3 separate regions of the Mus musculus genome follow, and all the other regions are linked to region 1. The links are chromatin contacts, called in public Hi-C maps. All regions are on one chromosome and are shown on one strand. The core of a region is the stretch at or near the end of the contact, and the rest is flanking DNA. Distances in the headings are between cores, read along the strand shown.

The links. Hi-C and Micro-C count contacts between places; a contact is called where the count stands out from the background.
Region 2: a contact with region 1 is called in a Hi-C map of cerebellum, with 1.7 times the contacts expected there. The contact joins two enhancer-like sites. A contact is called at or near these places in 2 of 39 promoter capture datasets (liver and pre-B cells), 4 of 15 datasets of contacts at CTCF or cohesin (the NIH/3T3 cell line, embryonic stem cells, large pre-B cells and 1 more), 19 of 484 Hi-C or Micro-C datasets (CD4 T cells, CD8 T cells, bone marrow-derived macrophages and 11 more), 7 of 115 datasets of contacts at active chromatin or transcription factors (Th17 cells, cardiomyocytes, double positive thymocytes and 4 more) and 1 of 9 other capture datasets (embryonic stem cells).
Region 3: a Hi-C map of the N1E-115 cell line shows a contact between it and region 1, with 3 times the contacts expected there. The contact joins two enhancer-like sites. A contact is called at or near these places in 4 of 484 Hi-C or Micro-C datasets (the N1E-115 cell line, cortical neurons and liver), 4 of 115 datasets of contacts at active chromatin or transcription factors (T-cell acute lymphoblastic leukemia, embryonic stem cells and large pre-B cells) and 2 of 9 other capture datasets (adipose tissue and embryonic stem cells).

What each region holds. Positions count from the first base shown.
Region 1 is chr8:124,138,547-124,142,308 of GRCm38.p6, forward strand. Gm30081 (a long non-coding RNA gene) reads right to left here. Exons shown (of 6, transcript XR_879345.1): 5 at 1,425-3,433; 6 at 1-613. Among named protein-coding and RNA genes, the nearest start is that of Gm30081, 13 kb to the right of the region's middle. Within about 2 kb of position 1,980, at least 21 of the 459 cell types and tissues checked have an H3K27ac peak or open chromatin away from gene starts, as enhancers often do. A contact at or near this core is called in the N1E-115 cell line and cerebellum, where this site is marked.
Region 2 is chr8:124,328,972-124,332,733 of GRCm38.p6, forward strand. It overlaps Galnt2 (polypeptide N-acetylgalactosaminyltransferase 2), which reads left to right. Exons shown (of 16, transcript NM_139272.2): 8 at 742-829; 9 at 3,038-3,125; 10 at 3,597-3,700. Among named protein-coding and RNA genes, the nearest start is that of Galnt2, 99 kb to the left of the region's middle. Within about 2 kb of position 1,705, at least 82 of the 459 cell types and tissues checked have an H3K27ac peak or open chromatin away from gene starts, as enhancers often do. A contact at or near this core is called in cerebellum, where this site is marked.
Region 3 is chr8:124,284,637-124,288,398 of GRCm38.p6, forward strand. The region is part of intron 1 of Galnt2 (polypeptide N-acetylgalactosaminyltransferase 2); the gene reads left to right. Among named protein-coding and RNA genes, the nearest start is that of Galnt2, 55 kb to the left of the region's middle. Within about 2 kb of position 2,050, at least 73 of the 459 cell types and tissues checked have an H3K27ac peak or open chromatin away from gene starts, as enhancers often do. A contact at or near this core is called in the N1E-115 cell line, where this site is marked.

The DNA.
Region 1 (3,762 bases), core at 730-3,229:
CTTAAGCAAGTGAGAGAAAACTGGTTATTGATCCAGAACTTGCCATTTCTTCAGATGCCATTGGCATGTTGGATGTAGGATGCTGGAATGCCTTACCCTTCCAAAGTCCCTGTCCAGAGAGCTGTAACGGAGTCTTGCCCACGGGGGCTGAGGCCCAGACAGTGACCTACAACTGTGTTTGCAGGCCCCTGTGTTAACTTTCAACCTTACACGTTCCTCATTCTGCTCAGTGATAGATCTGGGTGTGCTAGAGATCTCCCTAAAGAACATCAAGTTGAATGGAAGGCCACAGGACAAGGCCAGTACAGACCGTGGCCCCGTAGCTCATGGTTACCACCTGGGAATGGTTCCTCTCTACCCAGCACAGGTGCAAGAGAGACCTCAGGCCTGGGTCAGAGGCCTGGGTGGCACCCCAGCTCTGCTACAGTCAATGACCTCAGGTTATCTCATCTTGGGGCGTGATCAAACGGGAGAAGTTCATAAGAAATGTCCTTACCTGACAGTCTAAGAAGCTGTTGGTAGCACTGTATCATTTTGGGAAGTCTTCCATCTTTGCTTTTGTCCCAGAAATGGCAATTTTAGTGACATCAGTAGACAACATCTTTAGTTAATTCTAAGTGACAAAAAGAGAAAATAATATTCTCTTCTTATTAAAAAAAAAAAGAAAACCAAAAAAAAAAAAAAAACAAACCAAAAACAACAACAACAAAAAAAACCCCCTCAGTTAGCCTCATTTGGCTTCCCAGGCTGGAATGATATGTATAGACCACCAAGCTGGCTTTTACTCGGGTGATGGGTATTAAACATGGGTCCTTGTGCTTGCAAGGCAAGTGCTTTACCAACTGAGCCACCTCCCCTTCTTAAGCCAGTGGCTCTCTTGACTCTATTTGAAACTCGCCTGACATAGGAGTGTTTGGTAGAGCACCAGGGGCTCCAAATGCAACAAACGGGCCTTGAGGAAGCCTCTGCAACCCTGGAGATGCCATATCAACACAAACACCAGTCTCACACCCTCGAGCACAAAAAGAGAGCCCTATGACACAGACTCCTACGTCGAGACACGCCTGCTTCCTTCCCTGGTGTCTACTCCTGTTGCATGCAAATCACTCCTCCCCTTTAAGAGAGCCATTTAGAAGTGTCAAGAAGTGTTAAGTGTGGTTGGGTAGACATATGATGGTTTTGTTGGCAAAAGTATTGGAAGAGCTAGATCCCTTGTTGGATGCATGCTGTCAGACAATGCCAGCAACTCGTGGTGGCTGTGGGACCCTGGTATGACCTAAGGGGTACACAACGCCTCTTAGTTCTTATGTGTCAGAAAAAAGTCTGTGACCTGAGGCTCTGGCATAAATATATAGCTAAAAAAAAAAAAAACCAAACCAAAACCAACAAACAAACAAACAAACAAACAGACCAAAAAAACTAACCATTTTGCATCTTTGACCGAAGATACAAACGAATAGGTGCTCTGGGCTTCTTTCTCAGCTACCCCATGTCCCTTACTTGACTGTCTTCAGGTGTTCCCCTGGCAGGACCAAGCCATTAATTATGGCACTGGAGCTTCGGGTGACTGAGTATATAATTTTGAGCTGTTAAGTGACGTTCCATAGAGAGTTCACCGTGAGCTAGAAACAATGTGTCCCTGGAGAATATGGCCGCAGCCTCTGAAGTACGAGGCACAGCCCGTGTGGCTGCCGGTTGTCAGCATTGAGTGTCTGAGTTAGAATTCTGCCTGTGTTCCTGGCCAGGCATCTGGGCAGTCGGCTGATCACAGCCCTGTGGCTATAGGGGAGTCTGTGGTCTTCAACCAAACAGGGCACAGGTGTGGCCTATGCATCCTTGAGCAAGCCTTGGAGATAAGTTAATATTGCAACTGGTCCAGTGAAGGGGCTATGGGCTTTACGTTTCCCACGGAGAGGGTGGAGCTGAAGGCAAGGCAGTGGGATCCATCAGCCCAAGGCAAAGGGAGGAGGCAAGCCTCTAGCTCATGTGTGACAGAGGAGAGATTTAGGGGCCAGCGGCCCTGTTCACAAGGTCACCCAGCTCTGCTTCCCTTAGATCCTACCGAGTGGCAGGGTCCTATAAATAGCTGCCAGGGTGACATTGTCAGAGGCAACGTGCTCCTCAGAAACTCCGTGAAGGACAGCTGAGAGCCCTGGAAGACATGTTTACATTCTGGGCAGGAATGAAATGTTCGCTATGGAAAAATAAAGATTTTTATGCACTTGTACAGATTATCCTATAAATAAAGTTTACATCTACCTTCGGGGGGTCCAGCCCCCCAGCTCCGTTGGCACCCCATCTGCCTGTTGCTTATTAACTGTGCTGGGAACAGCTGCTGCTCCCCTGAAATATCGCTCTTGTCAGTCCTGGCCCTGTCGCAGGGCGCAGGCTCCTTACTGAGGAATGATGGCTGCCCATTAGTGCGCTGCTAAGAATCTAATGCGGGCTCCGCGGCCTCCCTGAAGTGTTTCTCGGAAATTAGATTTCAGGAGAACAAAATCGCAAAGGGCTTGGAGGCTGCAGGGGGCGGGGATCCCTCTTTGTTTCTCATTTGCCCGGTAATTAATTTCTTCCCGGGTGCAATTTGAAGCAAGAGATTGTGTTCATTAATTTATCGTCCACCTGCTCCTAGGATTGTTTTGATCGCTTTTCAACAGGAGACTCTGAGTCCAGAAGGGAAGCTTAATGCTGTCCCGAGAGCTGGCAACAAAGTGCGAGGAACTGTGCTTTAACCACGACTTCATCACACAAACACAAAGGACAATGGTTGGGCAGCATAATCAGTCCCCAGGGACTCCGTTGGGGCGCCCACCTCTGCTGGTGTCTCTTGTCTGCCTCCTCTATTGCTAAGGTGGCTGGCTCGTGAGTCTCCTATGCCTGGAATGTGTCTGGGGTGGCTGGAGAAATGCACTCACAGACATATAGCAAATCGAATTATCTGAAGCAAATGCAGAGGGCTTGAACCGCTCCCCCCATCCGTGAAGCCCCACTGGCACCTCCTTTTCAATCGTTTGTTATTTTTTTATTTAGGCACAGGAATTGCAGCTTGGTAGTGTTCAGAAAATTATATTTAACCCTCATTTAGATTCAATCTGAATCAATTTAATGAAACGTGAATAGCTCTTTGGGTTTACTGAAGGAAAGGAGAGAAATCTAAACCAGGAAGAGACGCACCTGCTGGATTTCTGGGCCAAGTGCATGTCACACTAGGCTCCCACTTGAGGACAGCACCATTTTCCTTCACTGTGCAGATGAAGAACATTTCAAACCCCAGGAAAGCAGGGCTGGGCTCAGGAGACCCGGGCATCCTGCTGTTTGGTTCTTTGTTTTATAGGAATCCGAAGGCCAGGCACAGTGCCAGTCTTGGAGACTCCACGGCAAGCAGATGCTATCTTCCTCTCCTGCAGACTCCGGTCCAGTGGGGTAGGCTGACCTTGACCGAGTTATCACAACAGATATGGAGTTACAAATGTGAGCCAGAGGAAGCTCTCCTCGGGAAGATGAGAGGGCTTTACTGAGGAAACCCAGACAGATGGACAGCAGGAACTGGAGGTGGGAGGCAGGAATACCCTTCAGGTACAAGTGACAGGCCCTGGGGCGAGCTAAGGAGACTGTGACATCCAGGCCAATGCTGAGACTGAACATGGATGAGCAGGCCATTAAAGCCTGAAGAGAGCTGTGTGTGGAGGCTCAGCCTACACTCTCCACCTGGTGCTGTGGAGTCTTTGCCAGAGAAGATGCTCAGACATGGGCTTAAGCCAA
Region 2 (3,762 bases), core at 455-2,954, 190 kb after region 1:
ATTAGTCTCGTATATCCAGGGCCAGCCTGATGGGAGCACAGGGGTGGGTTACTGAGTGATGCTCTAGTCTCCGTGGTCCAAAGCTTGCTTTCCCGTCAACCTGCAAGCATGCAGGTGGGGCGGGGCTCTGTCATGCCCTTGGAGAGTGCTTCTGAGCTCTGCTCATCCTGTTGCTGGCCCTTCAGCTAACAAGCGTTCTCTAAGTAACTCAAGAGCCACACTCGCTCTCTCTCATGAGCAGTCAGCCTGAGGCAGCACTGAGCAGGAAGGTCAGAGGAGGTCGGAGGCCTCGTGTTGGTGCTCACACAGTGGCTCTGTGGAAGGTAGCCATGGTCGGTACAATAACAGAGTTGAGTTCAGAAATGGAAAGTGCAGTCAGCTGCTGTGAGGTGATGAAACCCCTTCCTCTCACACCAGTTGTACCCAGAAACCGTCCCTGGCTTTGTAGTGTGGACACTTGAGCCTGAGCTATGCTGGTGCAGCTCACGAGAGGGCAACAGGCATATCGTGGTTGCGCTTAGTTCTGTGACACTGAGATCTCCCCTTGGAGCCACTGCACAGCCCTGGTCTGTGACAGGGAGAAGAGGCAGCAGAAGTGTCTAGTCAGCTGTCCCCTCTCATGCCGCCACCCTGCACAACCTTGGGACAGTGGTGTCTGTTGGGAAGGCCTGTTGGGATGGCAGCTCTTGCTTCACTGGGGTCGTAACTTACAAGTATCTTTCCTTCCTTTGTCCCCCTCAGGACAGGACCCGAGTTGTATCCCCCATTATCGATGTCATTAACATGGATAATTTCCAGTATGTGGGCGCCTCTGCTGACCTCAAGGGTGGTAGGTGTCAGCCTTGATTGGTCCACCTGCTGGCTGGTCCTCTGACCATTGCTGTCCCATGATCAGCTGTGACAGTGATAGTGGAGCTCACACTGTGATGTGGGCTCTGGCTGGTTCCTAACAGAAAGGACTGGCCATGCGTCCCTGGCAACCCCACCCCCCACTGTGTCTCACTCGTGCGCGCGCGCGCACACACACACACACACACACACTCACTCTCTCTCTCTCTCTCTCTCTCTCTCTCTCTCTCTCCCCTCTCCCCTCTCCTCTCTCTCTCCCCACTTTCCCCTCTCTCTCTCCCCACTCTCCCCCCTCCTTCCCCTTTCCCCTCCTCTCCTCTCTCTCCCCTCTCCCCCCTCCCTCCCCTTTCCCCTCCTCTCCTCTCTCTCCCCTCTCCCCCCTCCCTCCCCTTTCCCCTCCTCTCCTCTCTCTCCCCTCTCCCCCCTCCCTCCCCTTTCCCCTCCTCTCCCCTCTCCCCCCTCCCTCCCCTTTCCCCTCCTCTCCCCTCTCTCCCCTCTCTCCCCTCTCCCCTCTCTCCTCTCTCCCCTCTCTCCCCTCTCTCCCCTCTCCCCTCTCTCCCCTCTCTCCCCTCTCTCCCCTCTTTCTCCCCTCTCTCCTCCTCCCCTCTCTCTTTCTCCCTCCCGGAGCTGCTATAACTAAAGCTAGGAGAATCTGCAGTTGCCCCTGGGATTGGAGCAGAGGAGCCTCTACCCACTGGTGGGCTGGCCTGAAAGGCTCCAAAGCTGAGACCAGCAAGAGGCGGGGCCTGAGACACCCCCAAAGAGCCAAGGACTGGCTGACTGGGCCTGGAACCTGTCTCTGTGTCCTCTGCCAGGGCCAGGCTTCCTCTTGTAGCCTACATGCCCAGCCAGCCTGCCAGTTTGCTGCCCTGGAGTCCTGCCATCCTGCCACTGGCCCATCACTGCCCACCCACCAGGCAGCAGTCCTACCTTTGTGTTCAAGTCTGGATGCTGGCCCTCCCTTCCCAGCCGCCCAGCCACAGCCTGCTTCACCAGTGGGTGGCCTTTGTGTGAATGGACCAGTATCTTGTAGGACCACACAGCCTACAAATGTCACCTTCTGGTACCGCTCTAGGGACCCAAGAGAAATTTGTTCAAGCTTCTCCTTTGCCTCTTGGGAATTGCAGAGGCTCCAGTACTTCTCTGGTGGGAGGGAGACTGCAGTAGACATAACTGAGGGGTCACTGCTACACACAACGTGGAGCAGGTTATACTGTTCCTGATCTAGCCCCTAACTCACAAATAGCAAGGGGTAGGGTGGCCTAAGGAGCTAAGCTGGCCAGGAACACAAGCTCCTCCTGCCTTAGCATCTCATGAGCGCTGCTAGGATTACAGGCCTGCACTGTGAAACACAGCATGTCAGATTGTGGGAGCAGTTTTAAAGTTAGTCCTGGTCTAGGCCTGAAGAACCATGGGTCCCACAGAGACACTATGTGCTGCGCTGTGGTTCTGTGAGCCAACTGTGATTCATCCAGCTCTGACTCACCCCCCCAGGTCCACAGGCCTGTGTGCACAGAGCAGCCCTGTCCCCAGGTTCCCAGGCCTGTGTGCACAGCCCTTGTAGGTGCAATGGCATCACACAAACACCAGTCCTCGTGTTTCACATTTGTTCTCACATTTGAAGATTAGAAAACCCCAGCCAGGCATGGTGGCACATGTGTGCAATCCCAGAACTCAGGGGGCTGAGGCAGGAGGATTGCTACAAGTTCAAAACCAACCTGGGCTATATAGCTATACCCTACATTAAAAAAGTAAAAAAGTTTAGAGGGGCAAGAAAGCTGGTTCACAGGGCCAGAGTGCAGTCCCTAACACTCAGGTGACCTGTAACCCCAGCTCCAAGGGCTCCAGCCCTCTCTTCTGACTCCACGGGCACCAGCACCCATGTGCACATAACTGCACACAGACATACCTGTAGTTTGGAGTTTTTAGAGGAAAACTCAGAGCCCTGTTTGCTTTGGAGAGCTGGGAAGATTTCACTGTCCTTCACACCACCAGCTACCAAGTTCTCCTCCCCCGTCCCCTCCTCCCTCCCCCTCGTTCTTTTCTTCTCCCCATTGTGGTTGTTTGGTTGGTTGGCAGTGAGTTCCATCCACATGAGCTCATTGTCAACTACTCGGGTGGGAAAGCCAGGAGTGAGCGACCGACCGTCTCTTCTTCTCATTGCCGCCGTTCTTTTCTGGGCTGGCAGGTTTTGACTGGAACTTGGTGTTCAAGTGGGATTACATGACACCAGAGCAGAGGCGATCCCGGCAGGGGAACCCAGTTGCCCCTATAAAGTAAGTGCGGCCTTTGCAGGAAGCCCTCCTAGGAGAGCCCAGACTCCAGCCCCTGTTGCAGTATGCATCCAGGACAGTGAGGCTCTGTGCCTCCCACCCTCTGGGTTCCTGGCCTCCCTTCAAGGCCAACATCTGCCACCAGGTCACACAGTGAAGGAACTTAGGTCCTTTTCCTCAGTCACTAGCTCCCAAGGCATCTCTGCTGGTTCTGTATTGGCTCCTGTTTATGGTGAATGCTATCTGGAGCAGAGTGGAACTGTATGCCATGGCCTTAAGTGTTACTTCTGCGGTTCTTAGAATTACCTTGTAAGTTGAGGCATGTGAGTCTCAAGGGTCCCAGCCTCTGTGGGACCCCAAGCAGTGACTAGAGGCCAGTGGAGGAATGAAAAGACCCCTTTGAGAGTGCAGCAGAGGATGGAGGTCCAGCCTGTGGTATGGTCTAACCTTGCCCTTGCTCCCTCATCTTCTCAGAACTCCGATGATCGCTGGCGGCCTCTTCGTGATGGACAAGCTCTATTTTGAAGAGCTGGGGAAGTACGACATGATGATGGACGTGTGGGGAGGAGAGAACTTGGGTATGTGTGCCCCTCCCCCGCCCAGGCCCCAACTGCACCAAAGCGTGGGAGGCAGGGTGTCA
Region 3 (3,762 bases), core at 800-3,299, 150 kb after region 1:
AAAGCCCTGGTGCCCAGCCCCTCTTACGCACGCATGCAGATTTATTGTGTGGTCTGTCTGCCTGAGTGTCTGACTTATTAAAGACAACAAAATGGGTTCTTTCTCATCCATTATTTGAAGAGAATAATAAGTCTCTGTCAGATTAGCTTCTTGGGACTCAAAGCTGAATAGTGGCTGTCTGTGGAGCTCTTGGGCCAAGAACTCACCTCATCTTGAAGCTGAAAATTGTATTCTGAACATCTTAAATACTGTACTGCTCAGCCCTGGCAGAAAGCAAGCATGGACATCTTAAATACTGCACTGCTCAGCCCTGGCAGAAAGCAAGCATGGACATCTTAAATACTGTACTGCTCAGCCCTGGCAGAAAGCAAGCAGATAGAAACCGTCAGTCACACGGGGCTATGGTCTTCTCTGTGGGGCACACTTACACAGAGAAGCAGCACGGTCCCTTGAGCTCGCTGGCCTCTGCACCTGCCCTCCCAGGGCTGGTCCACAGCCAAAATCGCCAGACTTTTAAAGATCAAGCCACGGAGGATGGGAAGGGAGCCAAAGCCAAGGGAGCCCCTGGGACCTCCTTTTCTGTCCCCTCAGGAAAATCTCTGGGGCAGTAAGCACTATTCTCCCGAATGAAAATGTAGGCCAGAGTCCTAATCCCCAGGGCCTCAGGATGGGGCTATATTTGGTGACAGGGTCTTTGCAGAAGTCTAGTTACAATGAGGTCATTAAGGTGGCCCTAAGCCAGTGTGACTGGTGTCCTTATAAAAGGGAGACCATGGGCACAGAGACAAACTCACAGAGGAGGCCATGGGAGGATATGGGGAATAGGCCACCTGCAGGCTTAAGGGGAGGAGCCCGGGCAGTCCTCTCAGCCCCAGGGGAGCCAGCCCTGTGGCCCGTAGGCCTCCCATGCCCAGAGCTATGAAACATAAACACCTTCCCAGACTGGGGTCCTTTCAGGGCATCCTCAGATTCAAGCGATATCTTCTAGGTTATAAATTAACTTCAAGACATGAATGTAGACTATACCTTCTCAGTGTGAGGACCTGCAGCCTTTGCTGGTTAGACTGTTGTCTGGGGTTTTGTTTCTAGCACAAAGACCCTCTGGGCAGGCTGAAGTTCTGTCGCTTTGAGTGCAGGCCCTGGGGAGGGAGCATGCTTCTCTCTGTAGTGTAGACATCACTGGGCTTTTGCTGAGGTTCTGCTGGGAAGTTGGGTTTTGCCCACCTCTGGTGCCATCAGATTCCTTCTCTGAGTCGGGGGCCTTGGTTTCTGCTGCAACCCGTAGGAAACAGGCCTCTGAGGTCATGGTCTCTCACTCCAGGGGCCACTACAGGTGACCTGTGCAAAAACTGAAAGTCAGAATATAATCCAATAGGCAGCTTTTTCAGGATGACTTAGTTCAGAGGTTAAGATAGATAAAGTCTCAATTATCCACGTGCTTAAAAAAGACTGGTACTTGGGGGTTTGTGGATAGGTCTCCCTTGCCCAAAATGTTATATGTATGTTGTTTAGCTGCACAGAGTCTCCTCTGTGGGACTGTTAGAACTCTCCCAGTTATGGGCAGAGCATGGCTCTGTGAGGCCCGCAGTTTTCTATGAAAGCGGATTTATAACCCCAGATCAGGTTCCGAAGAAACAGCACCCGAGGGATGGGCTACGGGCCTCGCAGAACATTCTAGTCCATCATGGGGCCTGAGGAGATGGCTTGGTTGGTAAAGTACCTGCTATGCAGGCATGAGAAGCTGGGCTCCCAGAACCGGTATGAACAGGCTGGGTGTACTGGCACATGCTTGTACTCCTTCTCATTGCTGTGGTCTGTGGGCCGCTGCACAAGCTCTAAGTCACCAAGAGACCCTGTCTCTGAGAACAAGGTGGGAAGACCATGAGGTTGGCCTCTGGCTTACACACACACACACACACACACACGCAGGCACACATGCACACACATGCACACACATGTACACACACTGAGAAAGCTATGCCAGAGTGTAGACAAAGGTTCATTAGAACAAGGACTCCCTTTGTATGGAAGCCCTGTGCTGGATGAGAGGACACCATCTGCTGGTTGCCTGGAGCAGCCTGCAGCTGTGTGACAGTGACTGACACTGGAGGCAGCTGGCTATGGACTTGAAATGTACGGAGACCTAACCCCTTTTGGGTAGTGTGTGTGTGTGTGTGTGTGTGTGTGTGTGTGTATGCAGCAGCAGCCTTGGGAGTATCTGCTTCCTTGCCCATATTGGGCAGCTCCCAGTGGTTATAGGGTGAGGCCTGCGTCCAGGTCATACTCATGTCAGGCTGGGAACCAGCACCAGCAGCCCCACCTGCTGTTTTTCTAGGAAGCCCTTTGTTTGCAGCTGCCTACAGGTAAAGGCAGATAAAGGCCCTCAGCCCGTGGGCAAGGTAGATTGTCACACAGGTGTGAACTGAAGGATGGGGAGGGCCAGCCTTGGGCTTCAGGCTTAGGAGACCATGCTGTTTTCTTTGGTTATCTGTGAGCCACAGGGCAGGCAGGCCTGTGGGCTGGCCAGGGGCTCCTCTGTGTGTGGGGGCTGAGTGGATGAAACAGGGCATCCTCTGACCTCACTTGACCTGAGCAGGGCACTAAGGCCCCACACGGGGGCTGTTGCCCTGAGCTGTCACCCGAGAGTTGCTCTTCTCTGGTGACCTTGGCTTCTCATTTCTGAGGCCGAAATGCTCAGTGCTTCCTGGAGCTCACTAGAAGCATCAGGAAAAGGCAGGAATCCGGAGTTCAGTGAGCCCAAGGCCGATGAGAATTTCCCTGCTTACTTCAGGTCTCTCTTTAGCTCTTGCTTCGCCTTCTTCCTGCCGTCTGAAGAAGCCCTTCAGGATGTAATCTGGTTAGATTGAGATCCACCAGACTTTCCTAATGGGGGGAGGAGGAAGCCACTCTGCTTCTTGATTGGTCCCTGAGGGCCACATCCAGGGTATGGGGTACTGTGATTTCAGGATGCCACTGTATCCAGTGTCTATGTGGTTCCCACTAGGTAGACTGTTATGTGATGTGATGAGCTTATGATCACATGTGGAGTGTGGCCAAACGTATCAGTCATTCTGAAGAGAAACAGTGAGGTCACCTACCTACCTACAAGCAGGCAGCCTCCCTCTCCTCCAGAACAGCAACGCACTGGAGGGGGCATAGCCAGCTTGCCTGGCTCTTGGTAGGATCCTCATGCCTGCCTCTGGAAAGGGCATAACCTTCCTTGACATGGGGGAGGCTGAGTGGATGTCTCTGGAAGCCAGTGGTCACCCACCAGGTGCCCGGTGTGTCCCAGGACCACCACTACCATCCTGATGGGTCTCCCTCACCTCTGTGCCACAGGAAGGAGTGTTCCTCTTAGTGTTGGGTTTCTACTTGATATTACTGCCACGTGGTCTATTTTAGACATAGTACCCGGAGGTTGTCGAAGTCTTAAGTGATGCCCACTAGCCTTTATCTGCATTTGGTAGCAAGGCAGCTAGCTCTGGGAAGGTGTCAAGTTAGCCAGGACCACACATCGCAGCTAGACTCTGGCAGCTCAAGGTAGAATGTTGGGAGTCTCTGGCCTCTTTCTTCTAGTGTGGTCACATGAGAGATGGCATCTACACATAAGGACTTTTGTCAGCCTCCATGTGCACCCACTCTCCTGGGTCCCCCATAAGTACAGAATAGTGCAGCACCCAGATCCAGGGCTACTGGCTCAAGCTGTGTAGATGGCATCAGCCTTTGTTTCAGAGAGGTTTGATGGTCTAGGACCTGCCTATA